Linked DNA regions of Macaca mulatta: region 2 is linked to region 1. A link is a contact called in public Hi-C data. All regions are on one chromosome and are shown on one strand. The core of a region is the stretch at or near the end of the contact, and the rest is flanking DNA. Distances in the headings are between cores, read along the strand shown.

The links. Hi-C and Micro-C count contacts between places; a contact is called where the count stands out from the background.
Region 2: a Hi-C map of fetal cortical plate shows a contact between it and region 1, with 2.1 times the contacts expected there. The contact joins the promoter of SIN3B here to the promoter of SLC35E1 in region 1. A contact is called at or near these places in 2 of 14 Hi-C or Micro-C datasets (fetal cortex germinal zone and fetal cortical plate).

Annotation. Positions count from the first base shown.
Region 1 is chr19:17,066,447-17,071,327 of T2T-MMU8v2.0, forward strand. SLC35E1 (solute carrier family 35 member E1) reads right to left here and starts at 2,544. Exons shown (of 6, transcript NM_001266345.1): 1 at 2,107-2,544; 2 at 1,673-1,743. The coding sequence starts at 2,527. LOC144336827 (a long non-coding RNA gene) reads left to right here and starts at 2,815. Exons shown (of 2, transcript XR_013409180.1): 1 at 2,815-3,535; 2 at 4,115-4,881.
Region 2 is chr19:17,318,943-17,323,823 of T2T-MMU8v2.0, forward strand. SIN3B (SIN3 transcription regulator family member B) reads left to right here and starts at 1,971. Exons shown (of 19, transcript XR_013409197.1): 1 at 1,971-2,091; 2 at 2,358-2,464; 3 at 4,061-4,214.

The DNA.
Region 1 (4,881 bases), core at 1,294-3,793:
CTCAGAAAAACAAACAAACAAACAAACACTCTTAAGGAGAGGTAGGAGAGGTGGAGATCTTAGGACGGAGTGGTCATGCCACAAGGAGGGCAGAGTGGGGGCTGTGGACCTGAATTCCAGCTTCCCCAATACTGGGCTGTGGCCCTCAGGCACATGATTCTCCCCTCTCAGTCCATCTCAGGAAAACCTGAGATCAGGAATGATGACTACCAGCCTTATCTGCCTTGCAGGGCAGGTTCCAAAAGTTATGATGTCATTATAATTAGTCTGGCTGTCTAACCGGGTCAATTCCCAGTCTTTCCTCACTGTGTGAAGTTTCTGGCTCCTTGCCCAAGCTGGGTACAATGTCCCGTACAACGGGGAAACCTGATAAACACGATGATATCCGGTGATGCAGCTACACACCTCTGGGAAAACTTTGACTTCCCAGGAGCCAAGTCACAGTCTGACATCACCCTGGGGGAGCGAGACTGCAGAGCACACACAGGTCTTGCTGGGACAAAGACAGGCGGGAATTAAAAAAAAAAAAAAAAATCAGCCATAGGTGGCCCAATTTCTATAAGCCGATCCAGGGCACTGCCTTTCTGAGTTACATAAAACACAAGATGCCAAAAACCAACCACTTGGAAAAGAGGCACGGTGTCCAGCATGAAATGGATTCCAGCTGGGACGACAGGCACCCAACTTCCACTTAAGGATACCGGACAAAGCTGTCTCTGGCTAAAGCCATGGCTATTCTTGCCCCAAGCCAGGAAATACCCTGGTTTGGCATCTTGAACCGAATTTGGACTGCGCCCAAAGCATCCTCCTTATGCAGCCCTGAGTCCTGTGTGCTGCTTTCGCTTCTGTTCCCAGACCATCACAACTTCTGGCTGTTTTAATTTCTAAGACTTTGCTGGATTTTGCCAAGATCAAACTCCTTTGATCGTATCTGGCTTCGGATCCCAGAGGTCCCCTGACAGCTCTCTCTTGTAAAGAAGTGAAAATCTAGCCAAGTGCAGTGGCTCACGCCTGTAATCCCAGCACTTTGGGAGGCTGAGGCAGACTGATCACTTGAGGTCAGGAGTTTGAGACCAGCCTGGCAACATAGTGAAACCCTGTCTCTATTAAAAATACAAAAAAAAAAAAATTAGCCAGGTGTGGTGTTGCATGTCTGTAGTCCCAGCTACTCGGGTGGCTGAGGCAGGATAATTGCTTGAACCTAGGAGGCAGAGGTTGCAGTGAGCTGAGATTGTGTCACTACACTCCAGGATGGGCAACAGAGTAAAACTCCGTTTCAAAAAAAGTGTAAACCTATCCCACAGCGTTCTGATCCGTCCCTAGTCCCACTGGAAAGGCCACACATGGGGTGTACGGCCAAAATGTGACCAACCCATTACCTACCAGCAAACCCAGGTAGGGTATGGGAGGAAAATTGTATCTGAAAGGGACAACAGTGTTCCTAAGACCACACAGCAGAGATCACAGAGGTACACATACTCCACACACCATTGCTCACAGCGTGATTCTAGAACTTGAGTAGTAAAAGGCCACTGGAGGCCTCTACACTGACTTCCCTATTTGACAGGAAGCCAGGCAGCCTGCAGACCAGGATCCTGACCACGTCACCAGTTGGCAACAGGGAGGAACCCCCTGGAGGTCCCACCTGCCCAGAGTCCCTGCCCGGGGTTACCTTGGTGCTCTGCTTCTCCTTCATAATGATCCGGGACAGGAGGACCACCCAGATGGGCATGGTGGCCTTGACTGCAAAGAGAGGGAAGGGCACTCAGGGGGCTGCCTGTGTTCCAGGGCCCAACCTGTTCCACCTCCACGGCTGGATGGGAGGGCTTGGCAGCCCCTCAGACCTCTTCACCCCTTCTCTGTCGGTAGGGCTTCCTCCCACCACGGCAGTTGTGGTCTGTCTTGCTTACCTCCCAGCTCTCTTCTCAGCCCCTTTTCTCCCTAAGAATCCTGTGCGTGTCCCTCCCCTACCAAAAGCCTTGGTAGCCCCTCTGCTGACTTCTCAGTCCGGCGGGACGCGCCCCGGGCGGCGCACTCCTTTCCATGCGCCCAAGACCCAAGCTGCGCGCCCCGGCCGCCGCCCCCTAGGCCGGGCGCGGAACCTACCGGTGTGTGCATAAGACACCGGCACCTTCCAGATGCTGACGTGCGCTGACACGGACGCGAAGTACTTGCCAAAGGCGAGCGGCAGCACGTAGCGCGGGTAGAAGCGCGGCGGCAGCAGCGGGCCGGACGACGGATGCGGACTGGGTCCGGGGCCCGAGACGGGCGGCGCGGGGGGCACGCGCCAGGCGCGCAGCAGTGGCGGGAGCCCAGCGCACAGAGCTAGGATGTGGCACAGCGACACGGTCACCGGGAACGGGAAGGCGCTCAGGATCACTTTGTTGACCACGTTGCCGCCCGCGCTCAGCGCGTACCACAACAGGCACAGCGCCGCCACCCGCGCGCCCTCGCGCGCCCCGCTACTGCTGCTTGCTGCGCCCGGGCCCCCAGCACCAGGGCCCGCGCCCACCGCAGCCGCCGCCATCCTGCCCCAGCGGCCGCCCCTTCCCGCCCGTCCGACGGCCCGACGCCGGGCGGGGGCGGGGCTGGGCGGGGGCGGGCCCTCCGGCCTAAGCCGTTTCCCATTGGTCGTTGCCTCTGTGCGTCATCCCACCGCGCCGGCCGACGCGCCAGCCACCACGTCTCGAGTGCAGGCCCAGTCCGCTGTAGATGCGCTTCCGGCGAGGGCGGAGCCGAGGCCGGAAGCGGAAGAAGGGGACGGAGACCTGCATCCAAGCTGTACCACCTGAGACGTGGGCGGTCCCAGTGACCGGGAGCCAGAACTCGAGCGGAACAGGCGAGCAGGAGCGTGGAGGGCTTTGCAGCGTCGGCGTCTGTGCGTGGGCTAAATATCAGGGCCTCTACCAGGGGTACATGGGCACCCCCTAACTAGATTCCTGTTGGCTGGCGGCGGCTGACACCGAAGGTAAAAGACCTTTTGGGGAAAGAAACCAGTTGTGAAAAGCTCTTGAGCTAAACTTCCTCCGCAAACTGGGGCGCACGCGCGTGGCCAAACTCTGGCAGTGGGACTATCCCGGAGCACTCGGTCCCTGGAATCATGTTCTGGAAACCGCCGCGACGTGCGCAGTTCTCGGGCCTGGCCCTCGTATCATCGCACTGAATCCTAGGAACGTCGTGCGGTAGGTATCACCATTCCCATTTCACAGACCGAAGTCCAGAATGGGGAAGCGACTTGTCTTAGGCTTCCTGGCCACTCTGGGGACCGTGGCCGTGGCAGCGTCCTTAGACACCTGTCTCCAAGGCTCGGCAGAAGGGGGAGGTACCGGGCCCTGACGGCTGATGTCCAAGCACCAGCCGGGATGAACCAGCCCCAGGCCCCAGTGAAGGAAAACAAGACGAAGTTTTCAGTAAGATGATCTTATACTAATTCAAGGACTATAATCTGTTCCTCAAATCGTGTACCTCCAATTTTTTCGAGGAAAGGGTGTTAAAATTCCGTTACAGTGTTTCTTTTCTTTTTTTTTGAGACGGAGTCTCGCTCTGTCGCCCAGGCTGGAGTGCAGTGGCCAGATCTCAGCTCACTGCAAGCTCCGCCTCCCGGGTTTACGCCCTTCTCCTGCCTCAGCCTCCCGAGTAGCTGGGACTACAGGCGTCCGCCACCTCGCCCGGCTAGTTTTTTGTATTTTTTTCGTAGAGACGGGGTTTCACCGGTTTAGCCGATGGTCTCGATCTCCTGACCTCGTGATCCGCCCGTCTCGGCCTCCCAAAGTGCTGGGATTACAGGCTTGAGCCACCGCGCCCGGCCCCCGTTACAGTGTTTCTACTTGTTAAATTAGAAGCAGCAACCGGCTGGGTGCGGTGACTCAAGCTTGTAATCCCAGGACTTTGGGAGGCCAAGGCGGGCGGATTGTTTGAGCTCCGGAGTTGGAAATCAGCCTGGGCAACATGGCAAAACCTCGTCTTTGCAAAAAATACAAAAATTAGCCAGGTGTGGTGGCGCACGCCTGTGGTCCCCACTACTAGGGAGGCTGAGGTAGGAGGATCGGCTTGAGCCCAGGTCAAGGCTGCAGTGAGCTATGATGGCGCCACTGCACTCCAGCCTGGGTGACAGAGCAAGACCCAGTCCCAAAGAAGAGTAGAAAGCAGCAACCCAACTTGGCCCCCCAAATGTTGGAAGGTATCTTTGCTTATCCTTGCATTCTCAAAGGCAGGTAACATTAGTGCCCTAGGTCCTCCTGGATACATGGACACAGGCATGGTAGTCCCTGCAGGCAGGGGTAGGGGGGAGCTGCAGCCTGTCCCAAAGTTCTAGAGATGCTGATAGGAGGCCAAGCTCTGCACCCTAATATCCTCCAGCTGTGCCCTGTGTGTATCAGAGTAAAGTCACATCCTTGAGACACCACATATCAGCAGAGCTGTTAAACATAGGCACAGTGAACTTGGGAAAATGTAACTATAGGCACCCTACAGCACAGCTGAGTGTCAGATACTTCCACTGACATGCTGTGTGTTTTAGTTTTCAAAACTCTGGGGTAGGTATTTTCACCCCCCAAATGGGGACATGTGCACAGGAGTGAAGAGATGAGCTCAGAGCCACACAGCTGGTGGGTGGCAGGCCTGGGTTCAACCTCATCCTGCCCTCAAAGCCACTTCGCCCATGGCCTTTTGTTGGGGAGGGGAGTGTATTCTGCACCAAGCTTTTGCCAGGAATCCCTGCTAGCTCTGAAACTGGCTCTGGACTGACTGTAGTCTTACAGGCTGGAAGGAACCCTTGGTTTGCTCTGTGAGATTGCATGTCTTAAGGTGTAGCTGTTTCTTCATTTGTGAAATTAAGCAGATACGGATAAGATGACCTATTCCAAAGTGAAAAACTAGAAA
Region 2 (4,881 bases), core at 721-3,220, 250 kb after region 1:
GGAAAGGGATATTTGGGCTGTGTTTAAAAGGATGTACAGGTGCTTTCTGAATAACAAAGAGGCATGACAGGACTTTTGGCAAAGGAAATGGTGAGTGCCAATGCTTGGGGCCAGGAAGCAGCCAAGTTGGTCAGGCAATGGTGTGAAGTTCTGCACAGAGGCAGTTTGCTTTGGTGGAAAATCCTGCAGGAAAAGGTTCCTAAGGACCAATTCTGACAGCCTGCAATGTAGGTGCTTAGATTTCATCTCATTAGAAATAGGAAGACCTTGGAGGTTTGAAAGCAGTGGTGGAATGAGTGGAGTTTTTTGTTTCTCTGTTTTTTTTAAGAGACAAGATGCTAAAAAAAAAAAAAAAAAAAAAAAGGCACTGTTATGCTTCCCAGGCTGGAGTGCAGTGGCAAGATCATGGCTCACTGCAGCCTTGAACTCTTGGGCATAAGCAATCCTCCTGCCTCAGCCTCCCGAGTAGCTGGGGCTACACGTGTGCACCACCACGCTCAGCTAATTTTTTCATTTTTCATTTTATTTATTTATTTATTTATTTAGAGACAGAGTTTTGCTCTTGTTGCCCAGGCTGGAGTGCGATGGCACGATCTTGGCTCACTGTAACCTCCACCTCCTGGGTTCAAGCAATTCTCCTGCCTCAGCCTCCCGAGTAGCTGGGATTACAGGCATGTGCTACCAAGCCTGGCTAATTTTGTATTTTTAGTAGAGATGGGATTTCTCTGTGTTGGTCAGGCTAGTCTCCAACTCCCGACCTCAGGTGGTCCACCCGCCTTGGCATCCCAAAGTGCTGGGATTACAGGCGTGAGCCACAGCGCTCAGCCAATTTTTTCATTTTCTTTTTTTTTTATTTTTTTGAGACAGAGTCTTGCTCTGTTGCCCAGGCTATAGTGCAACGGCACGATCTTGGCTCACGACAACCTCCACCTTCTGGGTTCAAGCGATTCTCCTGCCTCAGCCTCCCAAGTAGGTGGGACTACAGGTGCCTGCCACCACGCCTGGCTAATACTTTTGTAGTTTTAGTAGAGATAGGGTTTCACCATATTGGCCAGGCTAGTCTCGAACTCCTGACCTTGTGATCCGTCTGCTTTGGCCTCCCAAAGTGCTGGGATTACAGGCGTGAGCCACCGCGCCCAGCCTCATTTTAATTTTTTTTAGTAGAGACGTAGGTCTTGCTATGCTGCCAGGTTGGTCTTGAACCCCTGACCTCAAGCAATTCTCCCGCTTCTGTCTCCCAAAGTGCTGGGATTACAGGCGTGAGCCACTACCCCAGCCTAGAGTTCTTGATAGTACCAGGGCTGAGAAAGTACCAGGGGTAGGAGGCTCCTAAACTGGTCCAGATGGGAAGTGATGAGGCCAAGGATAGGGAAGTGAAGGTGGGAGGAGTAGGAGTAACTCAAAGGCCATTTAGCAAAAATTCACCACGCAAGGCCCTGTATTAGGGCGCTGGGTGTTCATACTTCATTGTCCTATCAACTCTATAAAGCAGGGGCCAACAAACTTTTTCCATAAAAGGCAAGATCGTAAATACTTCAGGTTCTGCAGATCTGTAGCATCTTTAGCAACTACCTACTCTGTTGCAAGGCAAAAGCAGGCAGAGATGCTAGGTAAACGCGTGGGCGTGTCTGTGTGCCAATAAAACTTTATTCAGGGACACTGAAATGTGAATTTCAGAAACTTTTCACAGTTCATAGACTATTCTTCTCCTTTGGATTTTTCTCCCAGCTATGTAAACATGTAAAAATAATTCTGAGCTTGCAGGGCCGGACAAAGCAGCCGGTGGGTCTTGGTTCGCCTACCCCTGCTATATAAATCATTAATTATGATACCAAGCATAAGGAGAAGATCTTCACGACTAGTCCCTCAAAGAGCACCGCCCCTCTAACATCATCAAACCCCGCCTCCAAAGGCGGAGGCTGCGCATGCGCGGCAGGCCCTCGGGCGGGGGCGGGGCGGGGCGCAGCTCCGACTTCGGACATGGCGCACGCTGGCGGCGGCAGCGGTGGCGGCGGCCCCGCGGGCCGGGGGCTGAGCGGCGCCCGCTGGGGTCGCTCGGGCTCCGCGGGCCACGAGAAGCTGCCAGTGCACGTGAGTGGCGTCCCCGCCCTCACTCGGGGACCCCATCCTCTGGACCCCGCGGGCGGGCGCCCCTCACCCAGGCCCCGCCCGACCCCGGCCCCGCCCGGCCCCGGCCCAGCCTCGGCCTCCCCTCTGCACGGCCCCGGACCCTTCACCCCTCACCGCTCACCTCCGCCCTCCGAAGGCGCAGCCCATCCTCTTCCCCTCAGGGACCCCGTCCCCTCGTCCCCTCCTCCCGCGACCCGGGCCCACCGGGACCCTCCCCCTCTCTGCAGGTAGAAGACGCCCTCACCTATCTGGACCAGGTGAAGATCCGCTTTGGCAGCGACCCCGCCACCTACAACGGCTTCCTGGAGATCATGAAGGAGTTCAAAAGCCAGAGGTACCCGCGGGGCCCTTTTCCACCTCGGGGGGCCCCCCTGGGCCGGAATCAGGCCTAGCGGGGTGAGACCTCCCCTCCCCAGGCTGCCCCCCTGGGCCGGGTGACCTTGCGCAGGTTGTCGAATCTCTCAGAGTCTTAGCTCCTTCCCGTAACAAAAATGAAAATGGATAGTACCCACCTTGTGGAGCTTTGTGGGGATTCCTGGAAGCGGGACAGGGATCTGGGGGGAGGCAGGGAGGGCAAGGCCGTGCACACTCAAATAGAGTCAAATCCTGCCTCGATTTAATATGTTGATTTTAAAATTAGTTTTGTTCATGAAAGACTTCGTGGGACCCATTTTGATTTTTTATTTTCAAACTCTGTAAAATGTTATTTGTCTTGATGATTGAAATTATTGGCACCCTCTTCCCCTTTAATCTTGTCCTCAAGGTGCTTCTCTGGGCTCACTGTGGTCCCAGGCCTGCTTGGAAGTAAGACGCATAAAATGCTTAGTAAGGGAGCTGGCACACAGAAAACGTTTAAAACACATGAGCTGATTTTGCAGGCCCAGAATCAAGGAGGATTACAGATAGATGGGAAACGCTGGGATCATGCCCTTGTTTTTATAGGAGGCTCACTGAGACTTGGAGTGGGTAAGGGACCCACCTAAGTGGCAGAGGTGACACTAGAACTCAGACCCTCTGAGTCAGACTCATGGAGGTCATATCCTTACCTTACTGCTGCCCCCTCTTAGGAAACATGGTGGGGTTGGCCTGGTTTCCTTCCAGGAGCCCAGTGCTAAGGGCTGGGCTGCGATGCAACCTGAAGGGAGACTCCATCTCTCCCCTCCTATTACACGTTTCCCATACTTGGCGGTACCATTGGTATTTATGCATTGCAATTGTTTGCTCAGATGGAAACCTGTGTCATAGTCATCTCTATCTGATATGAAATGAGGGAATTTTTCACATTGCTTGGATGACTTTGGCCTCCTGCCACTTCTTGGAGTCCAGGCCTTGCGGTTGGCTCTCCTGACATCTTCAGAACCGAGAGTGCTCATTCTTGGAGTGTTTTGGGGGAGCTGAGCAATGTCAGTATTCTCTCATTCCCACCAGGAGGAAACAAGGAGCTCAGGCCTAGCCAGTCAGGAGATAGATCATAGTGTACAGATGCTATCACATGGGGCACTTTTTTTTTTTTTTGGAGACGGATTCTCGCTCTGTCTCCCAGGCTGGAGTGCAGTGGTGTGATCTTGGCTCACTGCAACCCTCTGCCTCCCGGGTGCAAGTGATTCTTGTGCCTCTGCCTCCTGAGTAGCTGGGACTGCAGGCGCGCACCACCACGCCAAGCTAATTTTTGTATTTTTAGTAGAGACAGTGTTTCACCGTGTTGGCCAGGCTGGTCTCGAACTCCTGACCTCAGGTGATCTGCCTGCCTTGGCCTCCCAAAGTGCTGGGATTACAGGCAGGAGCCACTGTGCCTGGTGGGTCACATTTTAGGTTCCTTTGTTGTCTGTTGAGAAGGTTTTTATGTGGCAGTATCAAGGGAGTGGGGAATAGATTACATTTTTCATTTACTTCCTAAGACCCTTTTGCCCACTTCCGTTGTTTCTTCTAGCATCGATACTCCTGGAGTCATCAGACGTGTCTCACAGCTCTTCCACGAGCACCCTGACCTCATTGTTGGATTCAACGCTTTTCTTCCCCTTGGATACAGAATAGACATTCCCAAGAATGGCAAGTTAAACATACAGTCGCCTCTGACGAGCCAGGTATGCTGCTACAGTGGTTCGGGTGATCTCAGCCTTCACTGCGTGTATCTTGCTACTCAGGTTGGGCCACGTGTCTCTCTTGTATCATTGCTAGAAAGCCACTTAAGCTCTGTTCTTTTTCTAGACATGCTCATTGCTTCTAGCACAAATCAAAATAGATATGGAAACACCTACACAAGCAGCCTCTGCCTCCCAAATTGATCTGTTTGGAAGATTTAAATCAAGAGGAGATGTCAGGGAGGTATCCTCCTAACACAGAATAACCACCCCAGCAGTTGCTGAGGTCTTGGCTTGAGGCTTTCCCAGCGAGCATACCAGGCAGGCTTGCCCTTGTATTTGGGTATGTCCTCGTCTGCCTCTGATCACTGTCAGTACCACCTACAAAATAAAGTGGTCGAGATGGTGTGTGAATAGCCACGTTTATGGTGGTTGTGTTTCATTGTTGATAGGATTATTAGCTCAGTTGGGACTCCTGGCGTGGCTTTGGTCCTTTCTTGGGTGATAGGTGCTGGCATTCCTTTTTTTTTTTTTTTTTTTTTGGAGACAGAGTCTGGCCCTGTCACCCAGGCTGGAGTGCAGTGGCGCAATCTCAGCTCAGTGCAACCTCTGTGGTTCAGGCGATTCTCCTGCCTCAGCCTCCAGAGTAGCTGGGGTTACAGGCATGTGC